Linked DNA regions of Sus scrofa: region 2 is linked to region 1. Evidence: chromatin contacts called from public HiChIP or PLAC-seq data. All regions are on one chromosome and are shown on one strand. Each heading gives the region's core, a stretch centred on a gene start, on an enhancer-like site or on the middle of the called end of the contact. The rest is flanking DNA. Distances are from core to core; before and after follow the strand shown. Region 1 holds the start of MFF (mitochondrial fission factor). Region 2 holds the start of AGFG1 (arf-GAP domain and FG repeat-containing protein 1).

Region 1 (4,882 bases), core at 899-3,398:
CTTCAAATTTGGGATGTCTTTGTCACAAACTGCAAAAATAGGTTCTTTGTGGATCCAATATCTAGAATTAGAGAAAGAAAAATATTGGAATGGGGAGGCCAGTTAAAAGGGTAACAGCCCAGATTATGGGTAGTGATTTCCCAGTGGGAGCAGAAAAGGGAGAGAAAGTGGACAGTTGGCATAGAGGTGGGAGAATTTAAGGGGCGGGGGCCTTGGGAGGCTGTGAAAGATGACTTCAGAATTTTGTAACTTGTAACTAGAAAAAAAAAAAATCTTGCCATCAACTGAAAAAGGAAATTCAGAACTTATCTGGATTGGGAAGAGGAGAAGTTTTGAAGTTTGGAAGCCCTGTTGGTATCAGAGCTCCAACAGGATGCTTAGGAAGAAACGGCCAGAACTAGTGCAACAGGATGAGACAATCCTGTTGATATATTTAGATTTAAATACCACCTTTCTCCACCAAAGATTTGAGGCAACTATGGGTGCAAAGGAGTCAAGGGTGGATTGAATCATAAACAGGAATGTCTACACTAATGATGGAAGAAAAGGAAAAGCCCATCGTGAAGCTTTATCACAAAATCAAGGGAGCAGAGTTTCCAGCAAGGGCGAGAAAGTGCCTTTTTATAAAATTTGAGAATGTACTACCAGACAGTGTCAGGTGCTTTGATGTACTACATTCTTGATTAATTTAACAGAATCAAATGATGCAGGAAGATTAAGGGTGATCAATATTAAGGGAGGAAACTTTGGATTCGGTAATTGGATCACAATCTTCATTTGAAAGTTATTTCAACTTCCCTGGGGAAGCACAGGAATAAAAAGCAAACTGAAAGTAATTAATAAATGGAAAGATACTACATGAGCAGGAAAACTCTCACTTCTAAAGGTTTTGGTCATAGATGGCTTATCCAGCTTGGTCTCTAAATTCCCCCAGAAGGTGAACTTGGAATGACTGATCATTCCTAAAATCAATTTATTCTTAAAGGATAAGAATAAATCGTATTGGAGTTCCCGTCGTGGCTCAGTGGTTAACGAACCCGACTAGGGACCACGAGGTTTCAAGTTCGTCCCTGGCCTCGCTCAGTGGGTTAAGGATCTGGTATTGCCGTGAGCTGTGGTGTAGGTTGCAGACGCAGCTCGGATCCTGCGTTGCTGTGGCTCTGGCGTAGGCTGGCGGCTGCAGCTCCGATTCGACCCCTAGCCTGGGAACCTCCATATGCCTCGGGAGCGACCCAAGAAATGGCAAAAAGACAAACAAACAAAAAAGAATAAATCGTATTTATTAACGTTAATAACGAAACTAAGAATTTGTTCTTGGGCCCACTGTGAAGAAGGGGCCCAAGAATGAAAAATTCTCGGAGGACCTCCCAAATTATTTTAAAGAATGCTAACATCTCTGGAATATCTTTAGACTCTAGAGAAGTACATACTTACACGTCTTTGTTTGTCTGTTTGTTAAAATCGAAGCATACAAACTTTTCTGTGCTGGCTTCATTCTGTCCCAATATTGATGAGCAAGGTACTGATTCCCACCCCCACCGCGCCCCGCCCTCCACGAAAGTCAATAGTTAGGTGGTTATAGGCAGACAGTTCTTGGAAGCTAAATAAGGCTGCTAACTACTATGAAACCTAACTTATTTTCTGCGAATCTCACCTTGAAGTATCAATGAAGCCAGTAAGGGCAAGGATCACTGTTAAGGAAGACAGAGTCAGAGGGCCTGAAAAGTCGTCAAAATTGGAGTTTAGTGTTTAAGAATCTCTTGCAGAACTGGCGGAATACGCAGATTCTTAGGCCTCAGACCAGTCCTCATTTAATACAAACAATCCTGAAAACTAGTTATTTAACGAGCTACTAAAGTTTTACCTTGTAAACACGAGATTCTTAAAGATTCCGTACGCTCACAAATGTAAGCCTGAGAGAACACCTGCTACTCGCGGTTGGCACACTTTGCCCACAACAAAGATGTCGCCGGAGCGCCGTCGCACTGCCCCGCGCTCCTACGCGGGAACTTTACGTCCGCCCTTCCCTGCGTCACATGACCACGAACCTGTCTCAGCTACGGCTCCTGGAAGGGGCCAGTCCCGGACGTTCTCGCGTCTCTCCCCGCCCGCTGCGGGCCTCTCCGGCCGGTGGTTTGCCCGGGCGCCTCAGTGCGCTCGGCCAACGGCCTCTGAGAGCGCCCATCCGAGCGCCCTGGGAGCCGGCGGGCGGCGGCCCACGCCGGGGACCCTCCAGCGGGCCCAGGGGTGAGTTCTGACGTCCTCCCTACCCCGGGCCTGGGGTCCTAGCCGCCGCCAGGCCTAGCGCGGTGGCCTTGACCCTCTGGCCGATGGAGGGACTCGCTGTACCCCGGTCGGTTCGCGGTGTCGTCCTGGGTGGAGTCCCGACCTTGAACTTTGGCCTTTCCTCCTCCTCAGGGCGTTGCCGCCCCTTCGGTGCCTGAGAAAGGCAAGGGAGAGCAGTGCGCTCTCCTGCAAACGTTTTTGGGTGTCTCGTTTTGTCGATAAATGTAGCTTTTCCGGCTAGAAAATAGTTTGGGGGTTGGGACACCCTAAGGGCGTCCTGAGAACTTAACGCGATGTTTAGCCGGTCATTTTCCTTATTCTTCCCAGCCAAGGCCCTGGTACCTTTCAGTATGACCTTGAACCCGACGTCTGCCGTCTTTAAAAGTAGTTTTTGCTTTTCGTTTTTCCTTCGTAGAAGATAAAGTGTTGGAGATGAAAGGCTTTGTTGGAAGCGCAGGCACCCGCGGGAGGCCCCTGGTGGGGGCCGGTGTGTAAGCATCCTTGCCCGCAGGTGTGGCTGCCTGGCGGGAGATGCTCCTAGCATTTCCTCCCAGCAGAGAAGCTGGAGGAAAGCTCAGATTCCCGTACCGCCGGTCCTCCGTCTGCAGGAGTCCCCTTTCTTTGGTGGAAGAAAAACCTCCGGCTGCCATCCCACAACCTAAGAGCCAGGGAGAGAACCCTTTCAAAGGTGGTGACCTCTTAGTTACAGAAGATAAGAAAAGCTTTGGGTCTCTGTTCTCAAGTACAGAACCAGTTGTATACAGGCCTCTCACCCCACTGAGAGACTTTAATTGAGGAATCTTAAATGTATCCTCTAGATGAAAAACGTTTCTTTCCGTGTCAGTTTCATTGCTAATACGATCCCAAAGGAGAACTCCCTAGGAACTGGACGGGAAAGGATCAAAATGATTTAGTTGTGCTTGGTAGTCTCTTCCTATGTAATTAAATTATTTGTGGGACCCGCCTCTTTTTGGTTTCAAGCACTTGTGAATTGGTTTTGCTATTTTTTTCCAAAAGGAAATTGTGTTGTCTATCCCTTCCTGTCTGATAGGGCTGCCTCATTTTACGATTAAAAGTTAGCTGTTCCTGTCCTCCCTTCTTGTGTTGAAACTTGTTTTCTGTGGACTGATAACCTTATTTTAAAATTTGTTGATTTGTGTTTTCTAAGTTTTCAGTGACTTTTTTTTTTTTTTTTTTCCTTTTTATGGCCACACCTGCGGCATGTGGAAGTTCCCAGGGTAGGGGTCGTATGGGTGCTGCAGCTGCGCACCTACACCAGAGCCGCAGCAACGTGGGATCTGAATCGAGTCTGTGACCTACACTGTAGCTCACCGCAACACCAGATCCTTAACCCACTCAGTGGGGCCAGGGATCGAACCCGCATCCTCATGGGTTTGTTACCGCTGAGCCGCAAGGGAAACCCTGCAGTGACTTTTCTTTAAAAATTAAAATTAATCCCGGATTACTACACCATTATTTTCTAATATACCCATTTATTAAGTATAGTGTCTTGAAAAGAGAACTGAAACAAGGTGAGCTGTATAAAAGCCCTGAACCAGGTCCACACAATTACGTGATCAACAACCTGACATTTTTTTAGTGTTTGGGGAATTATGTAAATCTTTGCAACCACAATCAGTTTGATCCAAGTTGCTTCTGTGACTTCCTGGACTATTTCTTCGGATCCCAGTCTTCTAATGTAGAAAATGAAAAAGTCAAGCTTGAATCATTGTGTCACCAAATTGGGACACTTTCCACAAGTAGGATGTAACGAGGTAGTTTACAGTTGAGAGTTTTTATATGAGTCATGTTTTTGTTACGTGTCTTTATAAATGTACACATTAAGTCCATGGTTTAAGATAGTAATACACAATTTACTTTTAAAGTATTTAAAGATTTTAAAGTTGAGTTAAAGGAAAGATTAAGTGTAACTTAGAGTACTGTACTGTTTGAATACTGAAAAAAAAAATTTTTGGTAATTAAGTTACCAATGGTTGGGAACCCCTGGGCTTAAAAAAAAGTAGAGATATGAGATCATCTATGATTCTGAAAGGGGTTTTTGTCTTCTTAGTTGTATCACAGAGACTCATGTACTGGTTGCCTGGTAGATTCTAAGTGGCAAAACTAGAATTATTATTTTAGCTCCAAGTGGGAAATCTTTCTTTATTGTCAAAAGATATTACCAAAAATATCACAGTCTAATGAGGGACAAAAATTAGATTTTGATCTGTTTTCCTTAAGCAGAAAAGCCAGTAATTGGGGACAATATTAAATCTTGGTAGAAAAACTCCATTTACTTTTTAAGTAGCTTAGATTGGCTACAGGAGAACTTGGCTTTTTCCAGAGTTTTTTCAGTGTTCACCTTTGTGATCTAAATCTGTGATGCTTTCCACATTCAGAGAGGCTTGTGAGAGAAGATGTTGCTATAGAATGAAATGTTTAAGACCCATGGATGTGCTAGTGGAAGGCTGAAATGTGATAAATGAGGTGTGGATAGTGGCACATTTCAGGGAGACAGTATTGTTCTAGCAGTTTGCATCCCTTGTTTATTATTGTAAAATTTCAATGTATAATGTCCCAAGGCTCTCACCATTTG
Region 2 (4,963 bases), core at 202-2,701, 130 kb after region 1:
CCAGCTGCGGTTGAGGCACAGCCGTGGCAACGCGGGATCCTTAACCCACAGTTAGGGCTGGGCGTGGAACCTGTGTCCCAGCTCTGAAGAGATGCCCTGGATCCTGTTGAGCCACAGCAGGAACCCCAGGGAACCTTCACTTTTCCATTCACTGGTGGAGTGACTTTGGGAAATGAGGGGCAGGGATGATTTTTTGAACATCCTGCTGGCTGCAGATTCTTGGAGTGGTTAAGAGATTTGAGTCCTGCAGTCAGACTATCTGGATGCCCTAAGTATGTCCTAGTATAAACCATGTGTATCCTAGGCTAAATGTACTTAATCCCCCAGAGCTTCTGCTTTGTAAAATGCAAAGAACAATAATGCTTACTTCAAAGGGATCTTTTGATGATTGACTGAGATACTTAATGCATTCATTCCAAAAATACTGAGTACCTAGCCTCCAGCTCTGGGAGGGGCAGAGAGTGGAGTGGTGAAGAAAACTCTGGGATCCAGGCTATCTGGAGCCTAAAGGGAGATCCCAGATAAAACACAGTAAACGCTAAATAAGAAGGATTTCAAATCGCTGGAAATATGAAGAAAACGCCACACAGCGACTTCATTGAGAGCAGCTTTCCAGGAACATGGGCTACAGTATTAAGTAGGCTGATCGGGCTGCGGAAAGTTGCCTGCCATGGCTGCATGGACAACCTGGCCTTCCACGTGTAGCTGTGGTTCTCAGCCTGGTTGATTTCATTTCCCTCTACCACAGATCTACATCTAGCAAGATCGGGGCATTTTCGATGGTCACAAGTGGCGGAGGCGTGGGGAGGTTGTTCTGGCATCTAGTGGGAAAAGGCCGAGGTATCCTACACTGCATAGAACAGACCAAAAAAATGATCTAGTCCAAAATGTCAGTAGTGGCATGGTTGAGAAAACCTGCTGTAGAGAGAACAGCAAGGGCAAGGGTCATGAGTCAGGAGGGAGCTTGCTGTATATGGGGTACAAGTGGAAATCCAGTGTGGCTGAGTAAACCAGGATGAAGTGAGAGAGGGGGGCTGGGATAGAGGATGGAGCGCTATTGAGGGCACATGTTGAGGAACTTGGAATCATCCCCAAAGCAGCGGGTAGAGAGCTTTAAGCAAGGGAGGAAGGTAACCTACGTAATGCGCTCAACCCTGTAAGCGCAGCCGCAGTAACTCCTCCTGGCCAGAAGGCGGCGCTGGTCAACACTTGGCCTCGGGCCGCTCGGGGCGGCCTTCCTCTTGCCGTCTCCCTGCCTCGCTTTTTCCCCTCAGGAGAAGTCGGGAAGGTGGCGGCGGCGGCGGCGGCTGCGGCGGCGGTTGTCCCGGCCGGGCCGGTTGGTGTGGTCCGTCAGCCTGCGCTCCGCAGCGTCCGCGCGGCGCCGCGCCCAGCTTAGTCGAGTCGAGCCGCGGCGGCCGGGTCCGGCGCGGGCGGCGCGCGCTGACGGAAGGCGGCGGCCGCGGCCAGGGCGGCCGGTGGGACCGCGGGTCCCCGGCGCAGCGCCGCCCGGCTCCCGGCCCTGCCGGCCTCCTCCCTCGGCGCCGCGGCCATGGCGGCCAGCGCGAAGCGGAAGCAGGAGGAGAAGCACCTGAAGATGCTGCGGGACATGACCGGCCTCCCGCACAACCGAAAGTGCTTCGACTGCGACCAGCGCGGCCCCACCTACGTGAACATGACGGTCGGCTCCTTCGTCTGTACCTCCTGCTCCGGCAGCCTGTGAGTGCGGGGCCGCGGGGCGGGCGGGGGGCCTTTCCCTGGGCGTGGGGAGCGGGCGGCGGGCCAGGGGCCCTGCAGGGGTCCGGCCCCGGGCGGCGGTTGGGGCGCGGGCTCGCGGCGCCGGGGGGTCGAGGCCGGGGGCCGAGATGCGGTGGGCCCAGGCTGCTGGGCTGTGGGTGGGCTTTCGATTTCGGTGGGCCGGGGTCCAGGCCCGGGGCAGCCTTTGTGGGTGGGGCGTGGGCGGGGCTGGGGTCAGGAGGGGGCGCCCCGGGTGAAGGTCTCTAGTCCCTTGGAGCCGGCGCCGCCTCCCTTGGGCCTCGGCTCTTGGCTGCTGACCCCACGAAGCTACGGGGAAAAGACGCGAGGAGCCTGGGGAGGGCCGTGCGGGTCCTTTGTGTGCCCCGCCTCCCGGCGGCCGGGGCGCGGCGGTCGAGAGCGAGGCACCTGCCGGGCGCCGGTGGGGGGCGGGGGGAAGATGCTGGGGTGGGAGAGAGCAGGGACGCTTAGTCTGGGCTTTTCCTTCTAGGCTCGAGAGTACCTAGATCACTACGAGAAAGCTGACATTTAGGAGTAGCAGCGAAATTAAAATGTCTTGATGGCAGAGATGTGAATCCCAGGGGAAAAGTTAGAGAGGGTTAATTGGGGGGGGGGGAGGCAGAGGAAGCAGACGTGAGGTTGTGGGGCTTTAGCTTTATGGTCCAAAAAGAGTCAGGAGTTTGGGGAAAGTTTTAATGGAAATAAGGTATTGATTAGAAGCTGTGTCATTGTAAGTATGGTGGTGATATCTGTAAGATTTCTGTCAGTACCAAGTGTCTTGGCTGTATTCAGAAATGGGGAGCGGTGGAAAGACAGCATTCGGAAAAACGGAGACTACCGTCTTGAAATACTGGGATGGTTTCTATTTGTGCTTCTTTGCTTCATTAAACTTAGTTTTGATAAGCCTCTTGCTGTGATTGAAGATTCTTTTTTGAGAGTTTCCTTATGATTTTAGAACAGTAAGTTGCTTTTATGTACTAATTATTTTGTATCCAAAGTCATTTATTGACGAAGTGGTCATTTATTCTATCAAACTTCTTAAGTTCTTTCACTTGTACCGTTCTTTCAAATAAAGTAGTTTGGTGCCCCTCCCCCCAAAGAAAAATCTTTGTAAGATTAATGCTGAGACAAAGTATATAGCATATGAGGAAACTCATTCTTGGAAAATGCAAGGACTGCCCAGTAGTGTACGACTTTTTTTTTTTTTTTTTTTTTAAAGAGGCTTTTTGGGGGGGGGCGGGGGCAGAGAGGCATTATTAGGCTTCCATAACTATGATTTCTTCAACAAACATTTATTGGGTGGTTTACTAGGTTCTTTGTGAAGCCTTGGGATGTGTTGATGAACGCAGCAAAAGCATTCTCTTGGTGCTTGCATTCTATTGGAAGAGATGGTAACACATAATTAGTAATTAAATGAGAAAAATGTCAGGGGTAAGTATGCACTAAAATAGTATGATGGGAGAGACCTTGTCTGAGAGGCTGCTTTTAGATTGTAGAGTCAGAAAAGCACTCTGAGAAGTTGATAATTAGTGATGTTGTTGAATTACAACAGAATCTTTGAGCTGGGGGTATGTAGGAGATAGAATGGTTCATGCTTTTCATTTAGAAAGACCTAGTTGTCAAGCAGCTTTGCTTCTAAAATTAAGTCAGTGGTCCAATTCGTTTTAAGTATATTTGACTTTTATTATGTGCATCATAAGTATTCCCTATTTTTTACTAAACACAAGGTCCTTTGATACATTTAAAGTATTTGGTTTGAAAAAGGCAAGTATGTATTTACTGTTCTGGATTTCTGACATTTCTGTTTAGGGCTTTATCAGTGTAAATTTAATTTATTGCAGCAAATGTATAATATCAAGAAATATTTACAAATTTCTTCCTAGATTCCACGTCAGAAACATTATATATAAAAAGATATCTCAGTATAATGACAATTGTTTACTTTAATGGAATTTAATCTGTAATAGATAGGACTCAATATCTCTGTTTAGTGGTGATTCCACAAATATTTATTGCTCACTTGGCCTGTGTCATACACTGTGGGAGGCACTTGTCCTACTTGGATCTCACTGTCCTTAAGGAATTTGCAGTCTAAGTATGAAAAGACAGTTATGATACATTGTAATATTTCATTTCTTTGAATGAGCTATCCTTGGAATATGTAAATAAATAAGGAAAGCTTCCCAGAAGATTTGATGCCTGAGCAAAGTCCTTTAAAGACAAGATCCATATGGCAAGGGGCTTCATGCAGTTGAGAAGAACACGTGCTTGTGAGCTAGAGAAGCCTAGTTTTGAATCTTGGCTCCACTTAAAAGCTGTGTGGTATTGAGAATGTTATTCAGTCTCTTTGAGATTGAATTTTCTCATCATATGAGAGGATAAAGTTTACCGCATACGTATTGCATGTAGATTAGTTTTCAGTGTTAGAGATTTTGTTTGTTTTACGTCTCATATGATGCCTGGGATGTAACATGGATGGAGGGGCATTATTAGTGAGGGAAGAGGACATTCCTTGTGCAGGGAACACAGCATGAAAGGTGTTGAAGTGAGAAGCACCTTTATAAAAATTTGTGGGTTCGGATTCTTTAGAAGTAACTCAAAACCTGACTCAAGTTGGTTTAAAAATATGAGGGAAATTTATTGTTTGTTTTAAACTAAAACTTTATCCATTGATAAAATGATGTTGCCTAGATTTCCCTCATCCAAAGATGGCAGGCGGTCCCCAGCTCCTGGGGTTACATACTGCCTTAATTTATATCATTGTTGCAACTTTTCCAGAAGTTCTGTGATTCACTCTGGACTAGCCTAGGTCATATGGCTGCCTTGAACCTGTGCCCTCATTGGACATGTTCTATGATGATGTTACTGGAAAAGCAAGGACCCGAAAATAGATTCCCAAATAAGAAATCTAGGATCCTTGCGAAGAAAAGAATGGATCCCAGATCAAATGTCTTCTGTAGAAATATTGAAGGAACAGTAATTTCTGAGGTTTTTTTCCTTTAAAAAGCAATAATACAGGAAAATAATTTAAGAATAATAACATAGCTATTGAGTTTAACAATTATTATGTCTTTTGCTATTTAGATGTCATCGTTTAATTGACAGAATATGAATTTTGAGAAGACTTTGACACTGCCACTAGCTTTGTGACTTAGGGCAAAGTATTAAGCAAGGCTGCTATGTGTAGCTTGGCCTGGATCCATCCCCTTAG

What was found. HiChIP or PLAC-seq counts read pairs in DNA pulled down with a chosen protein or histone mark.
Region 2: an H3K27ac HiChIP or PLAC-seq map of alveolar macrophages shows a contact between it and region 1. The contact joins the promoter of AGFG1 here to the promoter of MFF in region 1. A contact is called at or near these places in 2 of 47 Hi-C or Micro-C datasets (heart right ventricle and liver) and 1 of 2 datasets of contacts at active chromatin or transcription factors (alveolar macrophages).

The regions. Positions count from the first base shown.
Region 1 is chr15:128,766,293-128,771,174 of Sscrofa11.1, forward strand. It overlaps MFF (mitochondrial fission factor), which reads left to right and starts at 2,149. Exons shown (of 8, transcript NM_001244126.1): 1 at 2,149-2,247.
Region 2 is chr15:128,897,355-128,902,317 of Sscrofa11.1, forward strand. It overlaps AGFG1 (arf-GAP domain and FG repeat-containing protein 1), which reads left to right and starts at 1,452. Exons shown (of 15, transcript XM_021075860.1): 1 at 1,452-1,716. The coding sequence starts at 1,550.